Linked DNA regions of Mus musculus: region 1 is linked to region 2. The links are chromatin contacts, called in public HiChIP or PLAC-seq maps. All regions are on one chromosome and are shown on one strand. Each heading gives the region's core, a stretch centred on a gene start, on an enhancer-like site or on the middle of the called end of the contact. The rest is flanking DNA. Distances are from core to core; before and after follow the strand shown.

What was found. HiChIP or PLAC-seq counts read pairs in DNA pulled down with a chosen protein or histone mark.
Region 1: a contact with region 2 is called in an H3K27ac HiChIP or PLAC-seq map of extraembryonic endoderm stem cells, with 3 times the contacts expected there. The contact joins the promoter of Inpp5f here to the promoter of Bckdk in region 2. A contact is called at or near these places in 1 of 39 promoter capture datasets (pre-B cells) and 1 of 115 datasets of contacts at active chromatin or transcription factors (extraembryonic endoderm stem cells).

Annotation. Positions count from the first base shown.
Region 1 is chr7:128,608,979-128,613,084 of GRCm38.p6, reverse strand. It overlaps Inpp5f (inositol polyphosphate-5-phosphatase F), which reads right to left and starts at 1,720. Exons shown (of 20, transcript NM_178641.5): 1 at 1,394-1,720. The coding sequence starts at 1,490.
Region 2 is chr7:127,902,612-127,906,997 of GRCm38.p6, reverse strand. It overlaps Bckdk (branched chain ketoacid dehydrogenase kinase), which reads right to left and starts at 2,925. Exons shown (of 12, transcript NM_009739.3): 1 at 2,829-2,925; 2 at 1,873-2,235; 3 at 1,708-1,776; 4 at 1,518-1,628; 5 at 1,202-1,249; 6 at 1,006-1,125; 7 at 828-926; 8 at 576-649. The coding sequence starts at 2,067.

The DNA.
Region 1 (4,106 bases), core at 471-2,970, 710 kb before region 2:
ACGAACTTTGGACAAACAAAGAGCAAACCTCAGGGCTAGCTCCAGGAAAGGGCCCGGCTAAACTTTCTGCTTGAGAAAACTGACCTGCGGAGATGAAAAGTCCTGTCTGATGAGCTGAGAAGGACTCCAAGCTCCCTCCATTTATGCATTCCAGCTGCCAGGAATTTGGCCCGCGGGACTTTTACAGCTAAATTCCCCCCTGCTTTACACCTTGCAGGGTGACAGGCTAGGAAAAGTGGTCAGATTAGAATAAAGTGGCCCATCATCTATTCCAAGGTCACCAAAAGTCTTACTGTGGCCACCGTAGTGCCTCCATTCTGAAAAGAGGAAATAAAATACAGCGGCAAGAAAATACAACCAGAGCCATATTTCTGAAGAAGAAAAAAAGTTGTTCTTCACCGCTCTAGCAGAGTAACTTTGCAGGTCTCCGTAAGGACACAATGGACACTGATGAAAAGTGTCACCAAACCGCTCCACTTTCTGGGATCTCACACTTCTCTCCTCACCTGAGAAAGAAGATCCTGACCCTACTCTTTCAGGCTGCTGTGGGGATTGGCACTAAGACACGAAAGGACCTGTCCTCAGAAGCCATCCCATAAGAGGTAACAGGATGACCTAAAAAGCTCCCTTGAAGTTATTCTACTGGATGTACTCAAAGAACGCAGGAAAACGTCCAATGCCGTGGCTCGTTCAAGAGTTCCAGTCTCACTTTTCCTAAAGTAAAAAAGTGTTGACCAATGAAGGAAAAAAGCACTGGAGAACTAAGTAGAAGCTGCCCAAACTCCTCCGAGCGATAACTGACCGCAGCTGTCTGAGAACAGGAGCTACTATTTAAGCCAACTAACTGCAAACAAAGTTTTCTAAAGCAAACTGATGGCTGGAGACTTTGACCTCTCCTAACTGTGTGTGACAGACATCCAACACGACTTCTTCTTGAAAATGGCAATTCATACACTAGTTTTCGATCAAGTCCTGTGAGGTAACCGTCCTGAAGTCACTCTTTAATAAGTGACCGGGAACAACTCAAGGATGTCAAGAAGGAGTGTCCCGCATTAGGTTCCACTGAACTGATGGGACTGGAACCCAGAACTTCCCACGCTGGACCGTGAGAAGACGCTGCAGGTGGAGGCCTACGAGGGGTTCATAAGGGACCCTATCCCCGCACCCCAGGCCCCAGATACTGGAAGAGGTGCACTAAAGGGGGTGACCGGCCTTCCCCGCCTCCCTGAGGCAGGAGGACTCCCCGAAGCGGCGGCCGCTCCCCTCAGGACTAGCGCTGACATCCCCAAGCGTCCCGCCCAGCCTCGCGATCCCGGGGCCGGAGGGGCCGGGCCGCGCCCCCCGCGCTCCAGCTGGCCCGCGCGCCCCACCCAGCCCGCGCCGCGCGCCTCACCCGGTCGGAGCTGCAGGCCGCCGTCGCGCCGGCTGCACCACAGGGCACGCTCGCCCTGCTGCAGGATGTAGTGGTCCTTAGCCTGAAAGAGCTCCATGCCGGCCCCACGCGCTCCGGGAGGCGGCGGTCCCCCGGCCCAGGCACGGCAGCGGCCCGCCCTGGAGCGATGCTGGAGTCCTCCTCCACCGAGACCACCAGAGTCCGTGCCTCAAGGAGACTCCGAGGACCCAGCCCACGGAAGAACAGAGTGGGGAAGCACTCGGGGGCCTGACCCGCGGGCCAAGAACACGCTTGGGCGGCCGAGGCCCGGGAGGCCTTTTCCCCCTCCCCCCACAACTCCTGTACCTAGGCTCCGCCCCCTATCCTGAGACTCCACCTCCTACAGTTCATCCTGGCTCCCTCTAGACTCCGCCTCCTCCCAGGTTCCTCCCCTCAGCGTGCAACTTTCCCTCCTATAGTTCCTCCCCTCTCCCTTAGGCTCCGCCCTTGCTCAGGCTCCTCCTCCGACCTTCCGACTCCGCCTCCCTCTGTAGTTCTCCGAAAGCCCTCCTAGGCCCCGCCCTGGTCCCGCCCACGAGTTTCTGGCTCAGCCCTCTCCCAGCCTGTGTCTCAATCCTCTTTCTCCTTTCAGCTCTCGCCGCACCTCTTTCAGTTCCTCCCTCTCTGTCTATAGCCTCTACTCCTCTGCCTCTCCCACTCGCCGGCCTTACCAGCTGCGACCTCAGGCAGGCCCTGAGCCTAAGTCTGGTTATACTGGCTCGACGCCCTTTATGCAGCCATTTCTTGATCTTTCCCTGATGTGCAAGCCAGTCCTTCATTCCTTCCATTAGCTCCTAGAAAAGTCTGGTCAAGTCCCCGAATCCACCTGACATTCCTTCCTCCTCGGAGTACATTTACCCCTAGTCTGAGCAAAGACCAAACCAAGCCCAGAAGTACAGCCATGGTTGTCTCCAGGGTTCTACCCCAAGTTAGCACTCGGCTGAGCAGAGGCCGCTCTGTTTTGGCATTTCCTATTAGAACCTGGACACCAATAATCATTTAGTAAATGCACATTAGTGGAGATGTGTCTCCACAGAATACACACTTAGAGTTAGCTGGGCTAGTGAGGAGAAGGTACAGCAAAGTCTGAGAAGCCGGCCTACAGGAAGTCAGTAAAAGGGACGTCACTCAGAGATGGTAAAATGGCCAGGTGTCAATCTGAACCAGAAAGATTTAGGAGAAAAAGCTTCCAGTTCTAGACCTATCTCCCAGTCTCCAGACTTTGGGTCTGTCTTGTTCTGTGTGATCTTGGGACAATTTTAGTCTCTACTGATTGAATTCGTGACCTTTACTACACTCTTAGACTCCCAATTCTGTATGTTCCTGTCTTCCTTTAAAGCAATCTTTAAAAAAAAAAAAAAAAAAAAGAGGCCTAACCACCGGAGCTGGGTGGCTCAAGAGTACTTTGCTACTTTTGCAGAGGACCTCCGGTTCAGTTCCCAGCACCTCCAGGGCAGCTCACAACCAACTGTGATGAGACACCTCTTCTGACCTCTGTTCCTGTATGGGTGTAGTGCACAGGTTCATAAATATAAAGTAAATGGTGGTGCTGCTGCTGCTGGTGGTGGTGCTGCTGGTGGTGGTGCTGCTGTGTTGGGAGCCGCGCCCACATTCGCCGTTACAAGATGGCGCTGACAGCTGTGTTCTAAGTGGTAAACAAATAATCTGCGCATGTGCCAAGGGTATCTTATGACTACTTGTGCTCTGCCTTCCCCGTGACGTCAACTCGGCCGATGGGCTGCAGCCAATCAGGGAGTGACACGTCCGAGGCGAAGGAGAATGCTCCTTAAGAGGGACGGGGTTTCGTTTTCTCTCTCTCTCTTGCTTCGCTCTCTTGCTTCTCTCTCTTGCTTCTCTCTCTTGCTTTTCTCTCTCTCTTGCTTTTCTCTCTCTCTTGCTCTTTCGCTCTCTTGCTTTTCTCTCTCTCTTGCTTCTTGCTCTCTTGCTTCTTGCACTCTGTTCCTGAAGATGTAAGAATAAAGCTTTGCCGCAGAAGATTCTGGTCTGTGGTGTTCTTCCTGGCCGGTCGTGAGAACGCGTCTAATAACAATTGGTGCCGAATTCCGGGACGAGAAAAAAACTCGGGACTGGCGCAAGGAGGATCCCTCATTCCGGAACCAGAACTGCGGATCACGTTTATAAAGGTTCCCATAAAACAGACTGTTGAGAAGGATTCAACTGCCGAATTCAGAACTCATCAGCTGGGGAACGACGGTGATAAAGGTTCCCGTAAAGCAGACTGTTAAGAAGGATTCAACTGTATGAATTCAGAACTTTTCAGCTGGGGAACGAGAGTACCAGTGAGTACAGCTTCACGAGGTAAGCCTGGCCTTGAACTTTCTAACGAAATTCAAGACAGTCTATCAGAAGTAAAGTGGAAAATGTTTGGCCTTGAATTTTTTCTAATGTTAGGAGCCCTTTTGTTCCTTTTCACATGTTATCAAGTGATTAAGATAGGGCTGAAAATTCTAGAGGAAATTCAGGACAAGCTATCAGAAGTAAAGCGGGGAGAGAGAATAGGAACAAAGAGGAAATATGGTACACAAAATAAGTATACAGGCCTTTCCAAGGGTCTTGAACCCGAGGAAAAGTTTAGGTCAGGTAAGAATACCTGGAGAGAGATTAGAAGAAAAAGAGGAAAAAGGGAAAAGAAGAAAGATCAATTAGCGGAGGT
Region 2 (4,386 bases), core at 1,676-4,175:
GCTCAGCAGTTAAGAGCACTGACTGCTCTTCCGGAGGTGCTGGAGAGATGGTTCCTGATTGTTGAGAGCACTTGTTCTTACAGGGGACTCACAATTGCCTATAACTCCAGTTCTAGGAGCACCTCTGTGGCACCAAGCACAAACATGGTGCACATACATACATACAGACAAACTCTCGTGTACATAGAAAACAAGTAAATATGTAATCCCAGCATTAAGAAGATGGAGAGGAGAATTCCAAGCCCCAGGCCAGCCTTGCCTGTACAGTGAAATTTTGCCTTAAAAAGAATAAGCTAGTAAGTAAGTACGTACGTATATAGTTTAAAAACAAACTGGCTGGAGAGATGGCTCAGCAGTGAAGAGCACTTGCCCTTCCTTATAGAGGACCTGAGTTTGGTCCCCAGCACCCACAGGGTGCACAGACACACATGCAGACAAAATACCCACATGTATAGAAATAATTTAATTTTAAAAGAAAATGAAAACAAAGAAGAAACCTTGCTGCAGACCACGCAAGGACTCAAGACACAGGCCTCCCTGCCGGAGCCACCCACTCCCCACCATTCTAGTCTCACCTGGCAAAATCCACCCACTTCTCGATAATCTTCTTGGGCGACAGACGAGTACAGATGATGCCAACAAAATCAGGCTGGCAGGAAAGAGAAGGTCAGAACTAGCAACACTTCCACCCAACTTCAGTTGCCAAATCCCACAATTTCTGGAATGCCAGAGCAAGCCCCAAGCCCATCCTCAGCCCTAAGGGGGCCTGTGGCCAGGTGCCTTTCCCCATTTAACATTCTCAGATCAGCCTCGGGTCTCTGCTCCACCTTGTCTTCATGTAGCGCCAAGTGGTGAGTAGCCAGCATTCGGATCCCAAGTCTTGACGTCAGTGTTTTATCCAAGAAGTACCGGACTAGCTTTTCATCCTATAGAGGGTGAGTCTCAGAAACCTGTTCCCTTCTTGACCCTCCCCCTTCGCCAGGCCCATTCTCTGTTGCCTCTGACCTGGATGTGTTTCCGGCTCTCACGAAGACCCTCAGCTAACAGGGTCACCACATCCTTGTGGTCATCTAGCAGCTGTCTCACCAGCTGGCAGTACTGGGCCTCATCTGCCTGGTCCTTGATCTGCAGGTCACAGAATTATGAGCATCAGAAGTCCAATCCTGACCTTGGCCCCTTACCCTACTCAGCCCAGCCTCACCGGAGGGAAGTCTGTCAGCTTCTGGAAGGCCCGGATGTATAGCTCGTGCTGTATGGAGTAAGTATGGGAATTCACAGGGCTGCCATAGACACTTAAGTAGAAAACAGTACCCATAGGGATCAATGCTCAACTCAACTCAATTAGTAAGCTCCAAGCCCCAACAGACCCTTCCAGCTCTCATGAATATGTAATCTTGCCCTCTGATGTTTGAGGCTTAGTCCCATCCAGACCTGATACCTTTCAGCAGGCCTGGGCTCCCTCCCCCATTTGCCTTGTTGGCAGTGTGCATACTGACAGAAGGTCCCCTCCGCCTTACCACATGCAGTATGGTAGGGTTGCAACCAATGATGAAAGGAAGGCTACGGAAGCCCTTGATGCGGTGAGCAATCCTCACTGGTAACTCTTGCTGCAAGTAGCGGCCACTTTTCTGTAAGAAAAAGAGGGAAGGGCTTAAGCAGCTGGCTAGAAAGAACCCCTGGGGCAGAGAAGGAAAGAGAGAACCTTACCAGAAGGTGGCTGCCATCCTGTGAGCGACCGGAATAGAGCATCATGGTGGGAGTGAGGCGAACTGAGGGCTAAAAGGGAAGACGCACTTTGAGCACCAGATATTCAAAACCAGGCCAACCCATTTTAGCTCAGCCCTTCCCCATAAGACTTATTCTGTGAGTCACCTTCTCTGCTGCCACATCAATGGCTGACTGGTTGTAAAAAGAGGTGACAGTCTTGGAGCGTTCCCTGGCCAGCTCTACATGGTGTGTATCGGTGGCTGATGTTGAGCGAGCCCGGAGTGACAGTGAGGACCCCAAGAGGGGCCAAAGTGAAGACCAGCTCCGAGGGCCGCTGCCCAGCACTGAAGTCAGTATCATTGTCCTGCTACTTTGTTGAACTAGGGTGACACTATAGCACCCGACAGGCAATGGTGACCCCAAAGTGGGAGTAAAGAGAAAGTGGGTGGGCGGGATTTTCTCCGGATTTCAGGGTTGTGGTTCCCTCGAGGATGCAGACGTGCTCAGCGCCCGCACAGCAGCTTCCATCTATTGGAGTGGTGGAAAGAGATTTTAAGGATCCGAATCCAGATGGTTTGCACTACTTCTCCACGTGCACACCAGTGGATCTGGACAATCCTGTCCAGCCCTCACAACCACCACCTCCCGCGATACAATCAGGCTGAGGTTGGACAACACATTCCAGGTGTTCTACTCTTCTATGTAGAACAACCTAAAGGCTTGTGTGCACACTCGGGGAAGCGGGTGGGGCAATCTCCAGTTCATTCTACCCATAAAACCTCTCCCCAGCTTCCTCAGGTTCTGGACAGCCCCATTTAGGGGCTGGATTTGACCCCCTACTCGGTGTTAGGGGACTTAAGTCTTTTAAGACTGGCCTGCGTCCCTGCAACAAGAATAGCGCACAGAAGAACAGGGTTCATGCAGCAAAACTGCGGTCCCAGAGTTCCCCACTGGAGCTCCCCCCTCTGCTGGGTCACTTAGTCTGGGCAGGGTCCCCCCCATATGGTAGATGCCAGCCTCGGCCCATGCGCATTGCTGTCAGAGGTGGACGCTGAGGAGCTATGCTGCCGAGCGTCCGCCGGAGGGGGTCTGTGTGAGTTACTGTGAGTTATTCCACTTACCGCGAGGCCAGACGCTGGGCCCGGGTTCGAGCGGAACCGCGGGAGCAGTCGACCCGCTCGGCTAGCCGAGCCCGCCTTCGCCCTCCCCGGCTGTAACATCGCGCGGGCTGTGTTTGCCCAGTGCCTCCTGGGAGTTGTAGTTTGACCACAAGAATTTATGAGGGCTCCTGTCTTCCTGCCCTGTTCTCCCTTAAGCCTTCAAATGAGTAGCATTGGTTCCAAAGTTATCAGTAGTTTATCATCGACTCGGTCTTCCACTGTATAAAATAAGCTCCCGGGGCTGGTGAGATGGCTCAGTGGGTAAGAGCACCCGACTGCTCTTCCAAAGGTCCAGAGTTCAAATCCCAGCAACCACATGGTGGCTTACAACCATCCGTAACAAGATCTGACTCCCTCTTCTGGTGTGTCTGAAGACAGCTACAGTGTATTTATATATAATAAATAAATAAATAAATAAATAAATAAATAAATAAAATAAGCTCCCCTGTAGCAAAATGCTAGAGAGCACCAAAAATCCTTAAATGTGTTCAAAATAGCCGGGCGTGGTGGCACACCTTTAATCCCAGCACTTGGGAGGCAGAGGCAGGCAGATTTCTGAGTTCGAGGCCAGCCTGGTCTACAAAGTGAGTTCAAGGACAGCCAGGGCTATACAGAGAAACCCTGTCTCGAAAAACAAAACAAACAAACAAAAAAAGACCCTGCCTGCTTTTTAAGGTCTCATCTTTCAAGCTCCTAGCCCATTCACAGTCGGTCTGGTTCAAACTCTATCTCAGCTCCCTTACACCCGAGGAAAGTCAGCCAATTTCTCAGTGCTCTAATTATGGTATTGGCAAAATGAGGATGTATTAATCTTCGAACTCCGTAGACTATGCAAATTTACCTATTCAAAATGCCTGGAACAGTGTTGGGTGTGGAATTGGCGTGAGTGTTACTATTTCTACCTGTCTGCAAATTAATATGATTAGGTGACAGGAGAGGTAGGGTGTTTCAAATAAAGAGGCATCTCCTCCGAGGAAGAAGACAGTTTGAGCCTGAGAGCTGTGCTAGGGGCCCTCACAGAAGATTGGGGGAGAGCCAGGTGCAGGGTGTGTACAGGTACAGGAAGAGTGGAGCATGGCCTGGTGAGGAGGATGCATGGCGAGGTTACAGAACAGCCTGCATGATCTGCCAGGATGACCAGAGCAGTATGGAATTCGGGAGGGAAGGGATTCACGGAGTGGCCAACAGCTCCTGAATGTAGTCTGTTATTTGTGCTGTGGAATTAAAAACCACCGTTTTGGTTTGGTTTGGTTTTGGTTGGTGTTTTGAGACTCAAATAAGTGCATTTCACTATGGTAGACAGACTGGCCCTACAACTCTCCTGCCTCAGCCCAGCAATCTGATCCTTCCTACTTCAGTCTCAGTTTACTGGCAAGTGCCACCACATGTAAATTCACTATAGGTTTTATCCTTCGCCTTAGACCCCTCTGGCTGTAGCGATTGAGAAGATGGACCAAATAGCAAAAAGATCAGAGAAGACAATTAAGCAGAAAGATGATCAGAGGAGATTTTTCAGAGT